Regions from separate parts of the Gossypium hirsutum genome. Here region 2 is linked to region 1. The links are chromatin contacts, called in public Hi-C maps. All regions are on one chromosome and are shown on one strand. Each heading gives the region's core, a stretch centred on a gene start, on an enhancer-like site or on the middle of the called end of the contact. The rest is flanking DNA. Distances are from core to core; before and after follow the strand shown. Region 1 holds the start of LOC107962253 (guanylate-binding protein 1). Region 2 holds the start of LOC107962965 (transcription elongation factor 1 homolog).

Region 1 (7,686 bases), core at 2,009-4,508:
TATCCGCTTCCATAAATGCATTCCTTTTATAATCCTGCATAAATGACCAACCCATAATTAGAGGCAAAACATTCATTTTGTAACATAGAAATAAAGACTTAGCCTACAAATGTAACCTTTGAGTTACTGCATACCTCAAATGCCTTTCTGAAGAATTTCTTTAGAAGCTCCTCGTATTTCTTTCTCATCGAACCAACCCCTACAGCACTGGCATTGTATGCAGCCAGCGCTCTTTGAATTGCTTCTTCATGGGCTTCCCTCAATGCCACCTAGGACCATCAAGATTAGAATTGTAAAAATTTATCAAAACAGCCACACAACAATTATGATAAAGACATCACTTACCTCATCAGGTGGTTTTGTACGGTCAAAAGTTGACATATAAATCTCCGCAGCAGAATCATATGCCCTCCGACACTCAGCTTCTTCAACACTCTGAAAATAACACTATTAACCCTATTTGGTTCCACTTAATGACATATCCCATAGCATTTCCAGATAAAGGTAACTAACCTGCCATGAGGAAGATATTGTGGGCACAGCACCATTATTCAAAGCATCCAGATATGATTGTGTGATACCAATAAGAACAGGCCCTGTCAGTACAGTACCCCCAACCTGCTTCGGCCTCGTTCTCTCAAAAACAAACTTTGTCAATGCATCAAGCCCAGCTCGAAATTCAGGTCTCAGTTTGTCAAGCTACACACAAAACCTAAGGTCTTAATAAAGAAATTATACATGCTAAACGAAAAAGACAGTCCGCAATGGGTGAGGGAAGGAGAAAGAGGAGGCAAAAGGATGATAAAAAATCAGAGAGGGAATAGCATATATGAGAACAGTTGGATACTGACCGAAATTTGATCAAGCCTTTGCAGATCATTTTCATTGTTCAAAGGCCTCACAAGGGTAAAGCATTCTCTATCAGGAAATAAAGCTCGAATAGAGTCTCGGATCTATCAACAATTAAACATAAATGATCAGTGTCTATCACATAATTTGCATGCATAACCATGCAACAAATTTTGCATATTAATCAATAAGACACTTTAAAGACACTTCGTTTTCATTTGTCATCAAGCTTCCACAGAATTAATTGATTTCTTTTACTTCACTAATTAAAATTTATGTTAAGACTTGCCTCATTTTTGGCAGCTATATCCTTCCCACTACCTTGAACTGGCCGCAAAGCAAGTTCTAGGTAGTCACGGGGAGTTATTTTCCTATTATCCTCCACCAAATCCAGATAAAAATCCTGCAAGAAGAATATTTTAAAATATAGAACTTAAGAAAGTAGATTTGACAACCATAAGAACATAACATCCATAATAAAGAACTAAACACAGGATAACCAACAATAAAACAGATTTTAAATGGGTCTGTTTGTAGTCAAATATTACCCTTAGAAGCCAAACAAAGATGGGGGAGAATTGCCCTAGTTCAGAAGCTGAGGTTGTTCTTCCTCCAGCTTTAACTCGAATATGTTTTGTCATCTGAGTGACAAGAGAAAGACGATCCAGTGCAGCTTCATCTATACCTCCCATCTAAATATCAGAAGTAGACAATCAAAACTTGGGGAAATGGTAAAAAGACCCTCGTTAACAAGCCAGTCCAAAGGAAAAAAATATCAATACTTTCTTTAATAAAATACAGACCTGGTTGTAGATGAACATACTAGATAAGAGGACAGCTAATGAAAAAATCTGTGTGCTGTATGTTCCCTGTCAAGTTTACAAGATACAAGCATAAGTCAAAACAATCAAACTACTTAATAACCAATCCATTGTCAAAAAGGTAAGCGAAAACAAACTGTTTGATCATAGGCATCTATTCCTTCAGAATCTAACAGCAAAAGATTGTACTCAGTTCCATCAAGAGCAGTTCTCTTTAATGGTGCACTCCACAACCAAAGCCCTTTTGTACACGGACGATGAGTTGGTGCTACTTGAAATCCACTACTCCTTCCAAGTAGCTATAGCAAATAAAAAATAAAAAATCAAAGGCTGATTCAAAAAAAAAAAAAACAGATGCCATACAAGGTTCAATTAGGGAAAATCATTTACAATTACATAATATTTAACCATGAAACCAAACATAGCTCAAATATCCACCCTCTCCAAAGATTGAGAACAAAAGGATACAAGCTAAACCATCTCAAATCTAGGTCTATCGAAAATGATAAACAGCTGGTCAGACTTGGATCATTCAACTAAGTTTTATAGTAGCATTTGCATTAAACTCCCATGCACAGAGTGAACATGTTCACATCGGACGCATAAATATAAGTATCTCTTCACTCATGCTCGCTTATAAATTGTAACTCAGAAACTATAATTACCTCTACCTAAGATCTTTCTAGAAAGCATAGTACTCAACCTCGTTGGTTGTATCTTTATAAGCTGAAATGCACTTGCAGAAACTTAAATTTGATGTTGATATCACGGGTATAATAAATGAAGGCTTCTAAAAACAGAAAATTTAAACCAAAATGCTACATTCCACACTTGATCCCTTTAAACCCCTAAATTTACGGCATCCCTACTACTAAAATCACAAACCTTAGAATTCGTTATTTCGCCTACGAAAACACCGAAAGAACATAAATTTCCTCCAATTTGTCTTCAAAACAAGTAAACAGAAAATACAAATAAAATTACCTGATTTAAAATAAAGCTCTTGCCTTGACGAGCCCGGCCACAGACCGAAACGACCCCAATTGGTTCCTTAACAAGCTGCAAAGCCGCGACCGCTTCCGGATCCATCCGGAACTTCCCTTTCTCGTCACAGTACAACAACCGAATCGGCCTTGCGGGACCAGTCACCGGGGCGGCCGACACAGACGCTGATGCAGACGCCGAATGACCGAATGACTGCGGCGACACATCGACGGTGGAGTCCTTTCCCATACCAAAAAATCTCATCATCTTTTCTTGAGATCCTGCGTTGTTCACTTAATTTTTCTCTCTAATTTCTCTTCGCTTTTGATTCTAATTTAGAAAGTTTATTGGGGACTATGTTCTTGCAACGTTATATTGGGTTTTCCACCCCACAGAGAAAGGTTTCAAATTGGGGAGGGAAATGAAGCGATACACGCTTATGGGCTTTTATTATTTTATATTGATGGTGATGAATACGAAATTACGCTGATGTACTTGATTTCTTTGTTTAATGCGCGTGTAGCGTAAGGGTGTTTTAGTCTTTCCATTTGCTTAGTCTCATACGCTGAACGACAGCTTGTTAATAAAGGAGTTTTCGGATTTTCTTTTTATTCAAGAGTTTATTCTTTTAGGTTTTTTTTTTTTTTTGGTGGCCAAGAGTTTATTCTTTTAGTTTATTTCTTACTTCCTTCTTGACTTTAGTCTTTATTAATGAATATAAAACTAAGATATTTTTTAACCCCAAAGAAAACTAAGTTATGTATAAAAAGGATAAACTGTCAAAATAATCACTTTTATTTGTATTAGGTTGTATTTTAATTATTTATATTTAAAATGTTACATTTTAGTCACTTATATTTTCATTTTGTTACGAAATGGTCATTCTGTCGTTAAGATCTATTACCTTCTAAACGATAGTCCAATGTGGTAATTAAAATGGGTTTTAAATACCATCGTAGATGTCCAACCAAATAATTAATTATTTTTTAATTAAATAAACTTAATTGATTGAATTTTCTAAATTAATTAAAAGAAAATATTAATTTGGTTTCCCGAAATAATCAAGACCAATACATTAGATTCATCCTTGAACCGGAAAAAAAATAACACTTAGTCTGTTTTGGTTTTTGCTTCCATTTCAACTAAAAAAAATCATTCATTTTCATAATTATCTTTATTGAACCAAAATAGTAGAAAGTAAATTAACAAAAAAAAAGTCAAATGTTGCTTCTTTTTAGACTGGAGCAAATTGGGTTTTAGGGCAAAATTTTATATTCTAGTCTTAGTAAAAAAAATTAATTTTTCTCATCCACGTTAGCATTTAAAACCCATTTTAATTATCATGTCAGATTGCCATTTGGGAGGTGACAAATATTAATGGCAGAGTGACCATTTCGTAACAAAATGATAATGTAAGTGGCTAAAACGTAACATTTCAAATATAAGTGACTAAAATATAACCCAAGGCAAATAAAAGTGACTATTTTAATCATTTATCCTTAACAAAAAGTAAATAAATAAAAATATATCAAAATATCAAAATTAATATAATGCAACTTGTTAAATTATTAAATACATACAATATCAACTTTAAATATAATTATAACATAAGGTAATACAAATGTAAATAAATACCTATAATAACAAGACGAGGGAATTTGGTCTTAATGGTCCCAATTATAAAATAACCTTTGTAATATGACAATTTCCAGCGAAATCAATTGAGGCCATAACATTATAAAAGTTGGTTAAATAGTCTTAAATCATGCATTTGATGCCTTTAGTCTTTTGCCTCAATTTTGCTTAAACAATGATACGATTTCATTTAATAGAGAAAAGGATTACAAAATCGAGAAACAAAATCCCATACAAACAGAGGCCACCATGGCCTAGTCCAGTATAGAAACAAAGCCCTCAAAGAAATGTAATACTATTACATCACGTTTGATTAGGGTGAATAGAATAAGGTTGTAATAGAATAAAATTGTAATCAATAATTTAATTATTTAGCTCAATGGAATTGAATAACAATTGAATAGAGTTGTAATAGTATTCTTGGATTTGGTTGGATGGAATAACTGTTGTAATAGTATAAGAAAAAATACTTAAATGACTAGAATACCCTTAGCATAATTTTTGTTAGGTAGATGATTATTGTTATTGTTATTAAATTTTAATAAGATTATTATTAAATATAATTTAATAAAAATATAAATTAAATAATTTAATCATATTTTAACATAATTATTATTAAATACAATTTAATAAAATAATATATAATTTAATAACATTATTAATATAATTATTATTAAAATATGAATTAACAAAAATCATAATAAATAATTTAATCATATTTTAACATAATTATTAAATACAATTTAATAGAATAATATATAATTTAATTACATTCTTAATATTTTAGACAAATGACTATATTTTTTCAAATTTGGGTCATTCTATTTCTTGTCGTTGTTCACTTGTCCATTGAATCAAATGTAAGGATAATGTTAGAAAATGTCACAAAGAAAAGCAAAAGTGTAAAAGGATAAAATTACAATATGTAAGCGTTGAAAGTTAAATTTTTTATAATCAAAGATTAAATTGGCATTACTATAAATGTTAAGGATTAAAGTTGTTATTATACCAATTTTAAAAGCTACCGCATCAATTTTCCATTAGTTACTTAATGGCTAGTGACTGTAAGTAAAATAATTAAATAATTAAGTGACCATTTTATAACTTTTTAAATTGAGAGACCAAAAAAAAACTTTCTAATAGATATATGATTACCAATGAAATTTACTCAATATTCCATTACTTTATATATTCAAATTTGACAAGGACCAATTCTTAAACCACTTTACTCCAATATACTTAGATTACATTTTTATTACAATACAAGTTCAAACTTAAACACCCACAAATGGTAGAAACATGAATTTGTTGATCACACTCCATGACCGACGTTAAGATTGGTACAAATTCATTAGGGGAATGATAATCGGCACAACATCTGTAAGAAATGTTGAGTTGTTTCTTGGCTCACATTAAGGCTTACTTGCACTATTGATGGAATTGTTTTCAAAACCGAATTTTTACTACCTATTTCTCCCACCACAGCTCTGTAAATCAATTAAAAAGGAAACTAATTATATATATGAAGAATATAAATATATAGGGGACCATATAGAGCAGGATAAGAATATATGATATATATCTAAACATGAGACAACTATTGCAGCAAGGCAATTAAGGCAAAACAATAAATTCATCCATAATGCTAATAAAGGAGGTAGATCGAAACATTAGCAGCACATGAACTTTTTTAAGTGGAATGGAGATAAGGGCAAATGATTTGAGCTAAGAAAGAAAGAGAGCAAAGAATTGATTTGAGCTAAGATTTGACATAGTTGATAGTATAGGAAACATTAAACATGGTGTAAACTTTATGTAACACCCTTAACCTATATCTGTTGCCAGAACAGGGTTACGAAACATTGCCAGAACAGGGTTACGGAGCATTACCGAAACTTTCAGAACATTTACAAACAAATCATGTCAATCGCTGTTCTTTATCCGAGATTATTCATAACATACCTTAAATGGACCCTCGAGGCCAATACGAGCATTAGAATCGAGTTCGAACTTAATCGGAAACTCTAAGAATTTTTCACAAAATTTCAAAAATTTTCCAAGTTATAAGGCACACACGCCCTCGTGGTCCTAGGGACACGCTCGTGTGTCCCTGGGACACGCCCGTGTTACAGGCAGTGTTCGACCCCGTGTAACTCTCTAACTTGTGCACACGGCCATGCCACACGCCTGTATGGTTAATTAATTCTTTTTGAAATTAGGTGCAGGCTGCACACAACCAAGACACACGCCCGTATTCCAGGTCGTGTAGCATATACGGTTGAGACACACGCCCATGTCCCTGCTCGTGTGCTCAATTCTGAGCATTTTATTTTCTCGAATTTAAGATGCAGGAGACACACGGCGTAACCATACGCCCATGTACCAGGCTGTGTGTCATACACGGTCTAAACACACGCCCTTGTGTCTGCCCGTGTGGACAAAATAAAGCCATTCCTAGCTTCATTTCTCACCCAAAATCATACCAAATTCCTATACCAAACTTACATCCAAATACCATCCAATCCAAGCATTGAATTCAAACAATTTATAACATCTAACATGATATACTGTTACATGCATTCATGCTTTTAAACTTACTTTTTATAAGCATACTCATTTAACCTTTCTCAATCAATCAATAATAAATACTTATGTTATCTCCATAAAATAAATTTAAATACATATATACATGTACCAAAATAAAATCATCACTAGCCATTCCAATGGTTAGATCACAATAATCATTTACATTTACATGCCAATAGGGCCAATATAACCTATACATGCCATTGTAACTATAACTACTTTACCATATTGTACCGACATGGACCAATGGATAGTGTGAGTGATCTCCGCCAAGCTGCCACTCCAACAAGCTTCCGATTTACTCTAAAATAGGGAAATTGTAACAGTCCGATTTTGGTCTAATCGGAACAATGGTTTCGAGCCCAGAAATCTGACGCAAAAAAATTTATTTTTATTATATTTTTATGGTCTATAGTTTTATGGAATGATTTTGTGAAAATTTCGTTCAAAAATTGACGTTTGGGCACTCAATTTGGTCAAAAAGACTAAATTGCAAAAAGTGAAAAACTTGAGTTCTATAAGCTAGAGGTGTCTAATTCTATGAAATTTTAAATTAGAGGTCCTTAGATAGTAATTAGACCATTTCTTAAGTTGGTGGACAAAACTGGACAAGGTTAGGTATGTTTTTAAAATTTTTCATTAAGGGCATTTTAATATTTTGTAATTAAATGAATTAAAAAGCCAAATTAAAATCCAATTTTTGCTCATCTTCTACCCCATGGCTGAATGTACCAAAAATAAACCATGGCTAGGGGTTTTCAAGCTTCCAAGCTCGATTGAAAGTCCGTTCTAGCCCTGATTTTAATGATTT
Region 2 (7,686 bases), core at 3,332-5,831, 480 kb after region 1:
TAATTTAAACTACATCAAAACTTATTTGGATCTTGATGGGCATCCACTTAATAAAATATTCATAACAATTTTAAAATATTTTAAATATATATATAAACATTTACTTACTTTGAATAAGAGAACTTCCAACAATTTTGTTTTTTAGGCTTAACTCACGATTTAGCCCCTAAAGGACACCCATATTTTCATTTTGGTACTTTTTTTTGTCCCAATTTGGTACCTAAAATATCAATTTCCTCTATTTTTGGTTCATTTTGTAACGGACGTTATGTGAAATCTGTTGGGTGACTGAAAAGCACCACATGACATGTTTTGACTAATGAAAAAATGCCACCTGGCAATAAGGTTTATTTAAAATAAAAACATTAAATTTAGATTTTAAAAAATAGAAAATTATAATATTAAATATTTAAATATTAAAAAACACTTGACGTTGACCAACCTTTAACCGAAGTTGACCGATCGTTAATCGGGCATTGACCGACCATGTGACGCTATTAGAACACGACATGTGTCCTTTTTTAATATTATATTGATTAAAATTTTAAACAAAACATATATAATATATAAATTTTAAAAAAGTTGAAAAATAATTTTTTAATAAAATTCTTAAATATATAATTTTAAATTTTAAAAATTCAAAATAATATATAAAAATTTAAAATTTTTATAAAAAATTTAAAATAAAAGTAATTAAATTTCAAGTAATCTTGAAATTTAAATACATTTTAGGGTTATATATTTTAGAATTTTATAAAAATATATTTTTTATTATTTTTATATTTTTCACAATTTTTTACTGTTTTTGTAATAATATTTTTAATTTCAACTCATTCCTTTTCCATTATTTGTAAATTTTATTTTTAAATTTTTTTATAATTTATATATTTTCTAGATAATATATATATTTCTAAACTTTTATATATTTATTTCTATTTTTATACTTTTTAATGTATAAACACATATAATTAAAGAAAATATTTGGCTTTTACGATAAAAAACATCACATGGTACTTTGTGATGGGCTACAAGATTTTTTTTTTAACGGCTATAAAAAATGGACTAAAAATAATAAGGTATGTGTGTGCTTTAGGTAGCAATTTGGACAAAAAAAGTTTAGATACCAAAAAGAAGAAAAGGGTATATTTTAGAGGCCAAATTGTTAATTAAGTCTTTTTATTATTATTATGAATAAGTTAACACACTAAACACAAATAAGATTTTTTTTTAACTCTACAAAAAAATGGATTAAAAATATAGCAGAGATATACTTTAGGTACTAATTTGAGAAGTGAATGTAATTTAAGTACCACTTTTGGGCAAAAAAAAGTTTTTTTTGAGTACCAAAATAAGAAAAAAATATAATTTAAGAGCCAAATCGTGAAATAGACATTTTCTTTATTATGAATAAATTAATACCTAGATACAAATAAATAATAATTTAAATAAACTTTAAATCAATTGGAAAACCACATCCACATTTCATCCAATTAAATAAATTTTTAAATTTAAATCCAAATATTTGTTTTAAATCTAAATTCCTTTACTATTTAAATTAAATTTAAAAATAGTTGTACAAATCAAAATTAGTTAAATTATTTAACATATAAAATGAAATTAACTATCCATAATCTGAATTCATACTGAATATTCATCATCTAAGTTCATTCGAGAAAAATAAAATGAATTAAGATACAAAGTACCCTAATTAATATCTAAATGAACTACAGATAATAATTAAAATATACAAATCTAAAAAATTCAATTTACTTTAATAAATATCTAAATCCGCACTATCTAAAGTCATTATCACTTCATCTATGTTTGGAAACTTATAAATTATTTTAAATTTGGCAAGAACGATACGGTATTTATAAAAATAATATTAATGTCAATGTTACTTGTTACTGTGAAAATCTTTTTACATTACTTTTAGTTTATTTGAATAGAATAGAGCTGTAATAAAATAAAATTATGATAGAATAAAACTGTAATAACTAATTCAATTGTTTAGTTGAATGAGATAAAATAAAATTATAATTGTATTCTTGTGTTTGATTGAAGAAAATAGATTTATAATTGCATAAAGAAAAAAGCTAAAATTATCAAAATACTCTTAATAAAAATTATTTTAAGTATATGATTATTGTTATTAATTTTTTAATAAAATTATTATTAAATATAATTTAATAAAAAATAAAATAATTTAATCATATTTTAATATAATTATTATTCAATATGTAATATATATTTATATTATTCAATATGTAAAATGTATATTCATAGTACTTCAATAAAATGGTAAAATATTAAATAAATATAATAAATTTTAATTAATATATAAGTTTTTTTTACTTTTTCCTTCTTTAATTTATTCTCTTTCTCAAATGTTCATTATTTGGAGAAAGCTTTTTATTAAATTCCAGATTCTGACAACGATCATCGCTATCTCCACCGCCACTTTAGTTGTGACCAATCCAAAATAATTATATGATTCTCTTTTTCTTTTCTCTCTTAGTTTTGCTTTCCCAGAATTCATCACAAAAATTCAGATCTACCCAACTTATTTGTAGCTTTCATTACTATTTTTCTATTTTATTCACCACCAATCGAATACCCACCTACAATGACCCATGAATTAACTCAATCAAAGTTTCTCTTCAATTTACTGCAAATTTCTCTCTTGATGATGTGTTGAATGATTTTTGTTCTTACCAATTTTTTTCTTTTCCCTTTTGATTTTGGGTTAAAATGGAAATAAAAGAATAATATCTATTTTGAGTTGCTTAGAATAGCTATTCAGATGATGAAGTAAAAAGATGACTATTCAGGAACTTTGAGGAATAGTAGTCCTGTAATGAGCTATACTGCTGAATAGCATTCAGCCAACCAAACTAACGTCCTGTAGCACTTAGGATGGACATGGAACCGGTCGGCTATTACAGCCAACCAAACAAGCTGTTAATCTTTTAGCTCTTCGACGATAAAACCGGATAGCTTTGCGTAAAACCATGTGCAGCATCATTCATAATAGGATCACGTAATTGCATTAAATCAACATAACAACACAAAACGAGTATCTGATAGCCATTTGACGAAGCTCTTGCTTAGCATACAATGGATCATTTAGGCTATTCATACCATAAGATGCTGTAAGATATGCATACTTGCACACAACTACTCCCCACAGAAAACTAACATAATTACAGCCTTGGTAAGTACTAAAACATCCATCGCTACTGCTAGTCCCATTCAGATGTCGAAACCCGTTTTCTAGGCACATAACCTTCATCCTGATCCCCATCGTCCTCTTCTTCAAGGTTGTTAACACGTTCACATTCATCAATCCATTCACTGTATCTGAGAAGTCACAAGAATATAAGCAAGAGAGTGAGGTAAAGACTAAACTCCACACTGATAGGTGACGGAGCAAACACTAAAAATCACATTGATATGCACTTACATGTCTATTGGTTCAGTCAAAGCTGCAAATACATAAACAAAGAAACATGGATGAGTCAATAAAAAGGCAGCCAACTTAGCTTTCATCACAACTTGCAAAATATTTGAAGTTCTTTACCAGCCACAAGGTATTGGTATCATAAGTACCTGTTATAACAGTGCTAAAGCTTTCCTGGCATATTCTGCAAGAGGCTTCGCCAATCAAGTTCTTCATATCACTGGAACATATATTTTCTCGTAAATTCTTATGATACAAACGCCATTGACATAATACAACTTTTTCCTTTTATCTTTCATCAAAAACAAAAATGGATAACAATGTTTACCCATTGAAAGTTGAAAAAGAAGCATTGTCTCAAAATTATCTCAGTTATTAGGTCACAATATGGGCACAATTTCTCATAAAACAAGCATAAGAAGTTTGTACTTACAGGCGGCACTCAACACTGGTTCCATGGTTACAAAAGGGGCAGCTGAACACAGTGTCAAGCTTATCCATCCGCTTCTTAGGAGCAGGCTTTGCTCTTGATTTCCTCTTTCCCATACTTCAATTCCTTCAACATTTCAAATTACAAGTAAAATAAGCATAAAATTTCTGAAATTACAAAGTTTTTTTTTAAAAAGTTCTCAAAGAATACCAGATTCTTCAATTCAAACCCTAACTAATTATTTTAGACATTCTTCCTTCGGGAAAAAATATTTAGTTTAAGCGGTAAAACACAATATTTTTTCCCCTCAAATTTCTCAAAAAGCATTTAAATTCGTTCTTCGATTTTCTTTTCTTCTTAAGGTTATGCAATATTAGAAAAAAAAAGAATTAGGCAAATTTCAAAGGCTAATCAATCCGGCCGACAAAACATCCACCAGATTAATCTAAGCGAGAAGAAAAAGAATAAATTTTTATTTAGAAAAAAAATGATAACCAATATAACTCGAATCTCATCGATAAAGAATCAAGTAGAATAATTGAACTTACAAAAGGACGATCTCGATAATCGTAAGGAGCGAAAACCCTAACTTTTCGATGCGTTTCCAAGCAGAGGTAGTAGAAGAAAGAAGAGAGGGATTGAGATTTTCTAATTTATAGAGTTAAATGCACGGCTGTTTAAACGACACCGTTTTCTTGAAAACAGTTGTCCAGACCCTACAACCTATTTAGCTCAATGTCTACCCACGTGTCCATCTAGCTAACATGCGCCTGCCCTCAACGTTCAAAACTAAAAATTAAAGGAAAAAAAAGTAAAAACCCTTCTAAAATCCCTAAAACCCTCTGCTTTCATCATCAATGGCTTTCACTCATTCACTTTCCCGTCCATTTTCCATCCAATTCCCCTCTCATTCCCCCCAAAAGTTCACTTCTTTCCCCAAGCTACCCTTCCGCAACCCCAAGATTCCCTTCCTTATCCTCTCCCGTTCTTCTCCTAAGCCGGCTCCATCCACCGAACAGGAAGCCCTAAAATTCATAGCGGACTCCGATGGAACCACGCTCCCTTGTGTTCGAACCTACGAAAACGACCTCGCTCGCCTCACACTCGTTGGGGCCGTTAGCTTCGATCAGGCTTTGACGGCTGCTGCTGCTGATGGAGGCCGAGCCGCCACCGAGCACGTCGACTCCGGTATCCCCGCTATGGTTATTGAAACCGTTTTCCCAGGTCCAACCGCTAAAAGCGCCACCGTTTCTACACGATTGGTTCGTTCATTCCCGTCCTTTATCAAAATAGGAAATTAGCCGTTAAATATTTATCTAATTTTTTTGGGAACAGTTTTTGCCGGCTAGGAAAGTTAAAGAAAAAGCTCAAAAGCTGAAAAAGTCATTTTCTGAAGATATTTTTGCCGGAACATCAGCAAAAAACATACTGGCTATGACTTTTAGGCAAGTGGTTATGCAAAAGATTTGGAGTTTCGAACTGGTTTTGTTTCGACCTGGAACTGAAAGAGATATGGAAGATCTTGAAAATCCAAGAGAGGTTAGATAACCGCTGGTATTTCATTTTTGTGGATTCTGTTCAAGTTTGTTATCTGTATGTCGGATTTTTCCGTGTAATGCCATAATTAATGTTTTTTCTGCAGGTTCCACTTGATACTGATAGGTTCGGTTCTCTTGTTATGCATTTACTAACAGCAGGTTCCAGCCTCTTTCACTCTCCGGTCATCAGAAGAAAGGGTTATCTCTGTGCTCGGTGAAGTAGTTTGCATCTCAGCTTTACAAAGCACTGAAAAACATTTCCTGGAAAATTTATTGGGAAAAACTCCCTCAAGCTTCTTTCGCTGGTTTCGGAAATCAAAAGGGATTGTATCAAAAGATTCATCTGTTGTTTTACATAAAGTGTTTGAAGATGATATTGTTGAAAATGCCAGGAATCTTCTTGAAAGTTTTAATTCCAGTAAAGAGAGTTTCAATGCTATGGATCTGAGGCAGAAAAACTATTGGTGGACTCATCCTTTGCAGTCTAAGCTGGAAAAGAATGGTGGTCATGAGTTTAGTGCTTGGACAAGTGAGTATATACCTGCCTATCGGCTGGAAATAGATGCAAATACACTTAAGGATGTAAAGTTTGAAGGATGGAGAGAATCTAACGGGAGTAGGTGGCAAGTTCTTTTGACACACTCCCAAATGGTACTTTATTCTTTCCCTTTGGTGTTTCATCTTTTTCTTTATTTATTGTATTTAGCTTATTACTGTGCATTATTTCGCAGATACTATCCTTCTCTTTTGATGCTAGCTTATAAAAATTTGTAGGTTGGATTGGCTGATATATTAGATATGTACTATGAAGATGTTTACACACTGCCCAAGAAACAACTACACAGTGGCATGGTTGCCAATTACAACAGCTTGACCAAAGCAAAGGTATCAAAATGCATATTGATTGTTAAAATTTGAAGCTTTATTGTTGTTTGGTTTTATCATACTTTTGTTTGCGCATTGGCTGATCTCCGCATGTTAGATGTTTAGAAATTTTAAGATAGGAGGTGACTGTAAATAATTTGTAATTTAATAAATCAGTTAAGCAAATATTAAACAAGTTTTAATGCTTTTTATTGTGGAAGTATGTGTAAGATTATTGATAATGCTTGGAGAAGTGTTAAACCCAGTACTGGATAGACATATCAAGGATGTTTGAAACTATCTCTTGGAGAATATTCAATAGTAATTGTTAGAATTTCATGAACTCTTTGCTATATTTGACTAATTTGAAATTTTTTTGTTTTCTTCTCTTATTTTGTGGTCTTTTTCTTTTCAAGGTGTTTAGCCTTTTATGAACTTGAAGGATCTAGCTGATAAAAGTATTGGTATTTGAATTGAATCAAGTTCTTAGTCTTTGTCTAATTGTTTCAATTTCTTACAGAGGAACTCTTCTTTCTTGAAAGTAATATCTTCCATCATTGCAAGTGGAATTCTTCTCATTACCATCAGTAGTATCAGTCTATTTAGTTTTCCTTATCTAGGCAGAGGAGGGAAGTACCTTGGAAAATCTCGGTCTCCATCATCAATTATTGAGTCTACAACAATTCAATCTGTAGATGCTGAAAAGGTGGGAATACACTGGTTTCTTTGTGGCTTTGTACTAATTCAGTTTCAGTAATATCTGTGTATTTATTATTGTATCCATGCTCTGTTAATGCTAGTATTAGAATAGGCAAACTGGTTTTCCCTAGGAATTTTCTATGCTATTTGTCCTTGTGGTGTTGCATGTATTTTCTTTGCTGCCAAAGATTCATGTGATTTAGGAATTTGATATATAACTCTAGAGCACCATTTATAGACTGAAGAGGAATCTTGTTGAAGAAATATTAGCAACAAGAAGAAAAAGTATTTGTAGCTAAACAAACTTAACCATCAGAGGAGAAACTTGGAGGAAGAGTAACTGCCATAAAGAGAAAGTTTTAAGACAACCATCAGGGCACATCCCGTTTCTTGTTCTGCTTGCTGATTAGTTTGCACTTTTGCGACAACAATGCCTAACCAAGCTCAGATGGCCAGGAGCAATGCTTATTTCCTGAAAATTTTTATTTCTCAAGATTTAATCCACATCCTATCCATGACCTAGAGCTCTTTGGCAAACACAATGTTCTTGAAAATTATTTCCAACTCTCTCAAAAATGTTATACTTCCATTTCTTACTGTTGATTCTTCTAGCAAAGAGGGAACTTGCTAGCTTCTTCAGAGACCCATATACTGTTCAAGGAGCACCTGAACAGCTGAACCATTCTAGGACTGTG

What was found. A called contact is a pair of places that touch in the nucleus more often than the background predicts.
Region 2: a contact with region 1 is called in a Hi-C map of leaf, with 2.2 times the contacts expected there. The contact joins the promoter of LOC107962965 here to the promoter of LOC107962253 in region 1. A contact is called at or near these places in 3 of 34 Hi-C or Micro-C datasets (leaf and petal).

What each region holds. Positions count from the first base shown.
Region 1 is chrA06:105,778,940-105,786,625 of Gossypium_hirsutum_v2.1, forward strand. LOC107962253 (guanylate-binding protein 1) reads right to left here and starts at 3,259. Exons shown (of 14, transcript XM_016898571.2): 1 at 2,655-3,259; 2 at 1,808-1,969; 3 at 1,653-1,718; 4 at 1,398-1,541; 5 at 1,139-1,252; 6 at 852-953; 7 at 514-699; 8 at 346-435; 9 at 135-269; 10 at 1-34. The coding sequence starts at 2,921.
Region 2 is chrA06:106,253,568-106,261,253 of Gossypium_hirsutum_v2.1, forward strand. LOC107962965 (transcription elongation factor 1 homolog) reads right to left here and starts at 4,582. Exons shown (of 5, transcript XM_016899550.2): 1 at 4,439-4,582; 2 at 3,894-4,016; 3 at 3,610-3,680; 4 at 3,464-3,485; 5 at 3,025-3,360. The coding sequence starts at 4,006. The coding sequence ends at 3,243. It overlaps LOC107963350, which reads left to right and starts at 4,648. Exons shown (of 8, transcript XM_041115878.1): 1 at 4,648-5,152; 2 at 5,226-5,429; 3 at 5,585-6,079; 4 at 6,203-6,313; 5 at 6,813-6,998. The coding sequence starts at 4,748.